3 separate regions of the Sus scrofa genome follow, and all the other regions are linked to region 1. Evidence: chromatin contacts called from public HiChIP or PLAC-seq data. All regions are on one chromosome and are shown on one strand. The core of a region is the stretch at or near the end of the contact, and the rest is flanking DNA. Distances in the headings are between cores, read along the strand shown.

Region 1 (2,841 bases), core at 224-2,723:
CCATTTTTCCATTGGGTTGTTGGCTTTTTTGCTATTGAGTTGTATAAGTTGTTTGTATATTTTAGAGATTAAGCCCCTGTCTGTTGCATCATTTGAAACTATTTTCTCCCATTCTGGAAGTTGTCTTTTTGTTTTCTTTTTGGTTTCCTTTGCTGTGCAAAAGCTTTTCAGTTTGATGAGGTCCCATTGGTTTATTTTTGCTTTTTTTTCTTTTGCTTTGGGAGACGGACCTGAGAAAACATTTGTAAGGTTGATATCAGAGAATGTTTTGCCTATGTTCTATTCTAGGAGTTTGATGGTGTCTTGTCTTATATTTAAGTCTTTCAGCCATTTGGAGTTTATTTTTGTGCATGGTGTGAGGGTGTGTTCTAGTTTCATTGATTTGCATGCAGCCATCCAGGTTTCCCAGCAATTCTTGCTGAAAAGACTGTCTTTTTTCCATTTTATGTTCTTGTCTCACTTGTCAAAGATTAATTGACCATAGGTGTCTGGGTTTATTTCTGGGTTCTCTATTCTGTTCCATTGGCCTGTATGTCTGTTTTGGTACCAGTACCACACTGTCCTGATTACTGTAGCTTTGTAATATTGCCTGAAGTCTGGGAGAGTCAAAGCATAGCATTTTAAAGGAAAAATGAGAGAGAAATAAAGGGAAGAAAATCATGAAAATGGATTTTCCAGTAAGAGACTGATATGAAATCATTATAAGATTTATAAAGATTTTGAGGACAGATGTTACAAGCGAAAAGTTTTATTATAAATTGCGATGTGAATACCTTGAAAACGTAGATATTATAAAGACAGTATTTCAAATTAATACAGAAAAGACAAATTATTTAATGAATGATACTGGAATAAAAGCATTTAATAAACAATGTTGGAATAACTGGTTAGACACCTGGGAGAAAAATATATCCAAACCTAGAAGTTCAGACCAGGATAAATTTCAGATAAATATTTAAAAGGAAAAAACAAACCATAAATTCGTAAAAAAAAAAAAAAAAGCCCTAGGATATTTCTTTTACAATCTTAGATTGGGAAAGCCTGACAGAAAACACAGAAGCCCTAAAATAAAAGGATTTTTAGAATGCTATTAGTCACTTTAAGAGATGAAAAACAAATTGGGGAAAATATATGCAACTAAAATCATAGATAAATGGCTAGTGTCTCTACTGTATAGAAAGCTCTTATAAATCAATGATAAAAGATCAATAACATACAAGATCAATAACATACTAGGTAAAAAGCCTGAGAGTATAAACAGCTTACAGAACAGAAATACAAATTACCCTTCAATATTAAAAGATTCTCAATCTTACTCATAATAAGAAAAATACAAATTAAAACTATACTGAGACAACTAGTATTCACTCTCATAGTAAAAAAGCTTAAAGTTGGTAACACAATACGTTAGCACATGTGTGAGAAAACCGGCAATTTCAACATTACTAGGAGGGCTTTAAATTGGTACACTCTCTAAAAGGGGAAATTTTGCAATTTTTGTCATAATTGCAAATGTTCATCTCCTTATATCTTGTATTTCCCCTTCTAGGACTTTATTCTTGATATAAATTTGCTAATGTATAAAATAATATATTAACTGCAGCATTGTGTGTACAGGCAAATCTGGACAATAATTGTCTATCTACAGGGAACTGGTTAAATAAAATATGCTTTATTCATGCAATAGAGTATAATGAAATGCAGCTATGACAAGGAGTGAAGTAGCTCTTTAGGTACAGATACAATATATCCTTAGGATTTACTGTTAAGTAAAAACATCCAGATGCAGAACAGCGTGTGTAGAATGCTAGCCTTTGTGTAAAATTTTTCGCAGAAGAATATATGTGTGTACCTATGTATTTGAATATGTTGAAAATAAGTCTGGAAGGGTATATAAGAAACTAGAACTTGGTTTTCCCTAGGCAGTGAGCTGGGTAGCGGAAAACCATGGGTGGGAGGGAGATTTCTCACTACACATCCTTTTGTGCCTTTGAATTTTAAATCATATGGCTATGTCTCCTATTAAAAAAAAAGTATAGCAGATCTTTAGGAAACGAAATGTACTTTTTTAACTGAACGTATTTTTATGATGTCAATGTCAGAACATGGTTTGCTAGGATTTCCACCTGGTGGGAGGTGGGAGGGAACCTGGATTGTTTTACAGAATGCAGTTAAACAAAGTGGTTACAGAAGGGAGAGAGATGGGGGAAGGGCAGGAGAGGGGAAAGGGATTAAATTACTAAGTATAAAATAAATAAGTTACAAGGATGTGCTCTACAGCACAGGGGGTATAGCCAATATTTTATAATAACTTTATTTAGAATATAATCTATAAAAAGATCGAGTCCCTATGTTGCACAGCTGAAACCAATCTAATATTGTAAGTCAGTTATACTCCAATAATAAAAAAGGAAAGTAAGAAAGAACACAGTTTGAGAGTTTTTTTTTGGTAGAGAAAAGAAAACGCAAACATGCAGCCCTGCTCATATTACCAGTGTTTCTTCCTTGGCTACAAAAAGCTTCTCTCCCTTGCTCTGCCCAGAGAGCCATACACATTTCCTGCCTCTCCTGATGGCTCTTGCTGGCGTCTGACCTAAATGACCTTCACAGAGTCAACCAGAGTGAGAGGGGCACTCTTGAGAAATATCTGAAACTTTAATGGCTCAAGGGCCTGGGTAAGCTGCTCCTACAACTGCACATGTGTTTTGTACACTCACTCCCTGGCAAGGCTGTGGTGTCCCTTTTACGCAGAGTTTTCTAGAGAACTAGGTCAGGTAACAGCAGGGACTCCTATACATTTAACTCCCCTCTCTAGGTGGTGCTCCAGAAACCTCTCATTCC
Region 2 (2,841 bases), core at 166-2,665, 190 kb after region 1:
TTGTTTTCTACAGCTAGATTATCAGAAATAAAATCAACAGATCCAAGGCTAGAAAGCATTTTTGTAAGTCATGATCCAGACTATCAAATCATTTACAAACTATTAGGATCGGCAATGCTCTCAGAAATTTATGAGGATGCCAACATCATGATATACTTGCAGGTTGCATGTATTATCATGAAAAGATCAGGGGCAATAATTGATGGGCTCAAAATCCTATGTAGCAAACTTGATAAATTATCTGTTGTTTGAAATTTGCTTATCTTTTTGTTTTGGCCAAGAACAAAAGGAGCTCCCAAACTCTATTTTGTGGGGTGTGTCTGGGTGGGGTCTGTGCTGGCCCCTGGGGACATCTGTCTTTGGGGTGGGGAAGGAGGCGGTCATCAAAGCACCCGGCCCATACTAGCTTTTGAACAGTGCTGCACGTGCAACAACACCACATCTGCATTCTCGCCTCTGGTCCTCACCGCAATCCTGCTTTCATCTCAACCATAGAACCTGAAGGCTCAGAGGAATTTTAAGGTAGTCACGAGCCATTAGGACAGAAGAAAACAGAGCTGGAAGGAATCAGGTCTTCCATTTCCAAGGGATAAGCTGTCTCCCTATCAGGGGGTTGGAGGGGAGCCAGGGCAGATAGGAGGTGCTTTAGTAGATGGACAATCAACAAGCTTTAGTAGATGGACAATCAACAAGCTAAGTGTTGCGGGAGACGGCAAGTGGATGGAGCCGGCCTCCACAGTCAGCCTGACCCAGAGATGAACCTTGTCTCCACCACTCACAGCCCGAGGGACCCTCAGCAAGTTGCTCCCTTTCTCTGGCCTGAAAGACACCCACTCCATGTGGGGGCTGGGCTGCAAGAGGAGGGCTGCTTCTACAAGCATTTTCACGAAGAAGTGATAACGTTGCAGACAGCTGGGGAGTGACCCCCACACCTCCCTCAGCTCACCTCTAATTCTGCTCGGGAGACTGTCACAGTTCAGCATTACACGCTTATTAGCATCTCATTTCAGAGGTCAGGGCCTGTCAAACCCAGGAGCTAAAAAGTAGAACCTTACCCTCTGTAATTTCTCATGATCACTCATGTTTGCTGTTCTTGAGAGTTAGTTTTTCAATAGCAAATGAGGATAGTGACTGAGGATTTCTGACAGATGGACAGATGCAGAGAGCAAAGGCCATCCTTGCTAGTGGAGCCTGATACTCGCAAATCCAAGAGAAAACTTCAACTACAGCAAAATGAAAATTACATATCTCTATCTCAGCAGGAGAAAAATGCCTTTGGTTCCCAGCACTTGGTTTATCATCTAGATTTAGGGCAAGTGGAAATTCCTTTTATCCTTTGCTTTGGAGACCTCTAGTGCAAAGCACAAATTTTAAACTCCAAAGGCAGCTCCTTTCTCTCCCGGGAGAAGAAATAAAAATCACCTTGCGGTAATGACTGCCACCTTGTGGCCATACATAAAACTGTCACGGGGGAAAAATGGCCAGTGTTGTTTAAAGGCTTCACCTGCGAAACAGTGGAAATCCCACATGGACACTAACATTGAGGGATATTATATACTTCAGGTTGCTCTTGAAAATTCTGCAATATATATGCTATAGTCACTGATTTTCCAATATGTCCCAGGTTAATTTCTTTTCCACTAATTGTTCTTAAGATCTCAGTCTGCTGTTCTAGCATCACGAGGACTTCCTTTAGTAGGTAAAAGTCCCCTGGACTTGAGTAGGATACAGTTCTTTATTTGTTCATTACAGTAACTTGAAACAGCCATGTCAGTCAAGGTCTGACTCAAAGGTTATCAGCCAGTTACTATCGTCTGACCAAAGTCATAGGAAACCATCTGTTTTTTGGTGCAGCCCTGGGAAGATGACCTGAGTGTGGCCCTGCCTGACCCATGGACTGGGGAGGTGAGCTTGAAGCCCAGTACCACCCACCAGTGTTCCTTCTTTCTAAGCATGTTCCTGAGCCCAGAGCCGCCACCTCACTATTCTCTGAGCAAACAATTTGTGAGGGCAGAGGAAAGGCTTTAGGGGAACAGAGTACAGAGCATGGCAAGTAGCGTTTGGGTGGTACTCCGGGTAGCAGGGGAGGATGGACAAAACTGGAGTTCTGAAGAATCATGGGACTTGGGGATAGGAAGCAGAGATTCCAGGGCAGAGCAGCAGGGCTCCTGGAGCCACTGAAGACTCTGGTGAGGAGGGTATGGCCTCAAGGAGCCCAGACCATGAGGGGCGGGAAGAAGGAGTGCCCCAGAAGCTATTAGCTGAAGCCCCGGCTCCTCAGGATATACTTGGACTGCCTGGAAGTACATGCCATGTGTCCCTCTTCACACTTCCTCCCTGTTCCCAGCTTCCAGCTTTCCCTGCTCCATCCATTCTCCAGGCTGCACATGTGACTGTGTCAACATACATGGCCCTTAAACATATGTGAAAGCTCAGCATCACTCACTGTCAGAGAAATGCCAATCAGAACTCTAAAGACACTTTTTTTCAAAACCTCTCCAACCATCAAAATGACAAGTAGCCTGCCACGATAGGAGGGTGGGGGAAATAAGCTTTCTCTCACGTGGTTTGGGAGTGAGAATTTAGAAATACAGCAAGCAGGTGGGAAGAGCTTGGGCTCAGTATTCAGATGGACTAGCCTGAAAACCTCTGCCACTTGGAAGCTAGATGTCTTCCTGCCTCAGTTTGCTCATCTGTAAAATGGGAGGGATGCTAATAGAACATACTTCATAGGATTACTGTAAGGATTGCTGAGATAATACCCATAAAGCACTTGGAACGGTACATAAGTGATAACATGTTAGCTATCTCTAACCGCAGTGAGGTAAGATATAATTTTGA
Region 3 (2,841 bases), core at 224-2,723, 130 kb after region 1:
CCTTTGCCAGCATTAGTAATGCCTTATGTAAGAGCAATATGGAGGGGAGGGGAAAGGAAGGCGGGAGGGAGGGAGGAGGACACTTGAACCTGAACTTTTTGCCATATCAATAGGTCATATCTGGTTACCTGCTCTCCCCATCAGAGAACAACCTGAACCATTAAATGGAAGCCTCTGAAAAACCCAAAGACAAATGATGTTCAGAATCACTCCCAGGCCCTCAGAATTAAACAGGAACCTCATATCTTAACTCTGGATTATAGTCACTACTGCTCTATTTTCTAATTATGTTTTGCATAAAAAAGCCTTGTTCACCCCAATCAAATGACAAACTCCAAGGACAGGCCTGGAATATTCCACAGGTCATTTTTGGACTACTGGTCACAGGCTGGACACAGGACAGCAACACACATGTGAGTTCCTTTCCAAGAAGGAACTTTACCAATTTCCTCCAAAGCAGGACAGAGCGTTTCCTCCAATGCATGACAGAGCAAAATGCGCTAGAGCATCGTATTTTCCCCTAAAATATTCCCTTTGGGAGAATTCACTGCTACGTCCTGAGCACCAACCCAGTCTGATCCCAGTAACCAAAGAGCACAGCTTTTTCAAGACAGCCATGTAGTTGTTCACTTGAAACATGTAAGAACTTACATGTGGAAACACTGTGCAAACCCTTCCCCATTTTATGTAGTAGTATTCTTCCTAATAAAGGTAATTTGCTAAATTACCTTTATTAGGAATCATCACAACTTCCTAAGATCTTAAGTCAACAGAATTCACATATCAGGAGGCAAATGACTTTTCACCTATGTCTCATGTTTAGTTTAGAAAGTATCACCAAACTGGTAAGCAAAAGTAGCAGATGAATACACATTTTGACAGGAGACTAACATTCTTCTTGCCTAAATGCTGGACTAATATTGATCCAATTAAGATTATTTCAGTTTGGTTAAATTTCTCCAGCACCTCAGTTTCTGTGTTAAAACACTGTTAAGGTCACAAGGTGAGTGATCTTAGTCTGAACAGTCACTTTACCCTGGATTTCACTCCATAAATAACCCATGCCACAACATACACAAATCCACACAGAGACCTTCTGCAAACATAAGGTTTCATACAGCAATAATAAGTGGGGCATATTTTACATTTCCTAAGGAACTGTATAGCCCGTGCTGATGATCTTATCCCATAGCAAATCCAGAGTGATCAATTCTGGAGACAAAGCAAATCTGGACTTGTGGCCAAGTATGACAGATAGATAGATAGAGGTCACGTGCAAATACTCAACTGTGCCCTTATGGAGCAATACAGCCCCCATATACTTCCTTCAGTCTGCTTCCCCCTCCTTCCCCAAGTAACCTTGGGGAGGTCATTCAACCAACTTCTGTCTGTTCCCAAGAGGTAGTGTAGTGTGAGCTTAAGGACACAGACTCAGGAGTCAAGCATCTTGGGTTTGAGTCTTGGCCCTGTTCCTTACGAGCTGTGTGATCTTGGGCCAGTTACTTAACCACTGTGTTTATTTCCTTATTATGACATGCAGATAACAACAGTTCCTACCTCATGGGAATTATGAGTTTTTAAATATGAATTGCTTAAAACAGTGCTTGCCATGCACTGAAGTGCTATGGGAGCATGAACTATTACATCCTCATCAACAACAAAATAGATTACAGCATAGGCTACTGCTTAGCATTTTTATGAAAATCAAGACCAATGGAGAGGACACATGGACTCTGTACATTTCAGTAACTATTGTAGCTTTCGAGTTTGGGGCAGTAGGTTTATTATATCATTAGATGATGACTCTGGCTTATGGGCTCTGCAGGGAAGAGAGCAAGAAGCCAAAGCAGGTAGTCACGCAGTGCCCCAGCCTGACACTGGCAATGAGCAAAATTGCCTCAAGAACTGATGAAGCCCCCTCAGCCAACCCCTTCATCTCGCTGAGACCACATCCTGAAGCACTGAGAGGCAGGAACAAAAGTCTCTGTTTGCCATCAACAGCCCCGCCCAGCACAACGAGATAAGGTTGGTTTAAGTCGAGGTCTGCCCAGTTCCATCTTGGCCCCATCAAATGCCAGGTGGTCACTATAGGTGACCTACCCTCTGAAGCAGAGTAAGCTGAAGGGGGAGAAGGGAGGCACTCAATTGTGTTGTTATCCATACCACCACTGTGGCTGGAGGACTGACAAGGGATCTGCACGTCACAATGCAAGCAGGTAAAACCACTGGTACAGCTGGCCTTCATTTTCTACCCTCTCCCAGCCTAATTATTTAGGACATTAACCTAGTTATGCAGATGGGTCTCGCACAATCAGTGATGTGACAAAAGCCAGATCCTGCAAGGCCACCTTTTCTAATTGTTCACTGTTTAAACCACATCATGATTACTGAAGGTATCTTTTCGACATGTCCAAACTGAGTAATAATTTTTACCCTGTGTTTTCACAAATGAGCTGTCAACTCCAGGTACGTCACTTACATTTAAGAATTTCCATCAGGGCCACTGCACCAATGTTCATCTTCTTTTACAGCAGGAAACCAACCAAGGGCATGGGTATTCTAAGGAAGGGGCAGGCAGAGCGTTCAATCTCCCAAATCCTGCCTCAGGCTGCCATTCCTTTATGATTCTTATTTTCCCAACTAAAATGTGATCTCCAGGAAGAGAGGTGCATCTTTTTTTTTTCATTTTTCTATCTTTGTACTTTTGAGTTCCCTCTGGTACCTGAAAATGCATTGCACATCCTGGGCCCCTAATAAATGGCTGGGATTCTGAGTGGTGGGCCCCCTCTGCCATCTGCCATTGGTTTGGTTCTGAGACCCCAGTGAGGTTGTGGAGGGAAG

Evidence for each region. HiChIP or PLAC-seq counts read pairs in DNA pulled down with a chosen protein or histone mark.
Region 2: a contact with region 1 is called in an H3K27ac HiChIP or PLAC-seq map of alveolar macrophages. The contact joins two enhancer-like sites. A contact is called at or near these places in 2 of 47 Hi-C or Micro-C datasets (liver and psoas muscle) and 2 of 2 datasets of contacts at active chromatin or transcription factors (alveolar macrophages and skeletal muscle).
Region 3: an H3K27ac HiChIP or PLAC-seq map of alveolar macrophages shows a contact between it and region 1. The contact joins two enhancer-like sites. A contact is called at or near these places in 2 of 2 datasets of contacts at active chromatin or transcription factors (alveolar macrophages and skeletal muscle).

The regions. Positions count from the first base shown.
Region 1 is chr1:190,530,788-190,533,628 of Sscrofa11.1, reverse strand. No RefSeq gene overlaps it. Among named protein-coding and RNA genes, the nearest start is that of HIF1A, 93 kb to the left of the region's middle. Within about 2 kb of position 1,473, at least 2 of the 83 cell types and tissues checked have an H3K27ac peak or open chromatin away from gene starts, as enhancers often do. A contact at or near this core is called in alveolar macrophages, where this site is marked.
Region 2 is chr1:190,345,630-190,348,470 of Sscrofa11.1, reverse strand. All of the region lies in intron 9 of PRKCH (protein kinase C eta type), which reads right to left. Among named protein-coding and RNA genes, the nearest start is that of PRKCH, 140 kb to the right of the region's middle. Within about 2 kb of position 1,415, at least 10 of the 83 cell types and tissues checked have an H3K27ac peak or open chromatin away from gene starts, as enhancers often do. A contact at or near this core is called in alveolar macrophages, where this site is marked.
Region 3 is chr1:190,397,588-190,400,428 of Sscrofa11.1, reverse strand. The region is part of intron 10 of PRKCH (protein kinase C eta type); the gene reads right to left. Among named protein-coding and RNA genes, the nearest start is that of PRKCH, 190 kb to the right of the region's middle. Within about 2 kb of position 1,473, at least 3 of the 83 cell types and tissues checked have an H3K27ac peak or open chromatin away from gene starts, as enhancers often do. A contact at or near this core is called in alveolar macrophages, where this site is marked.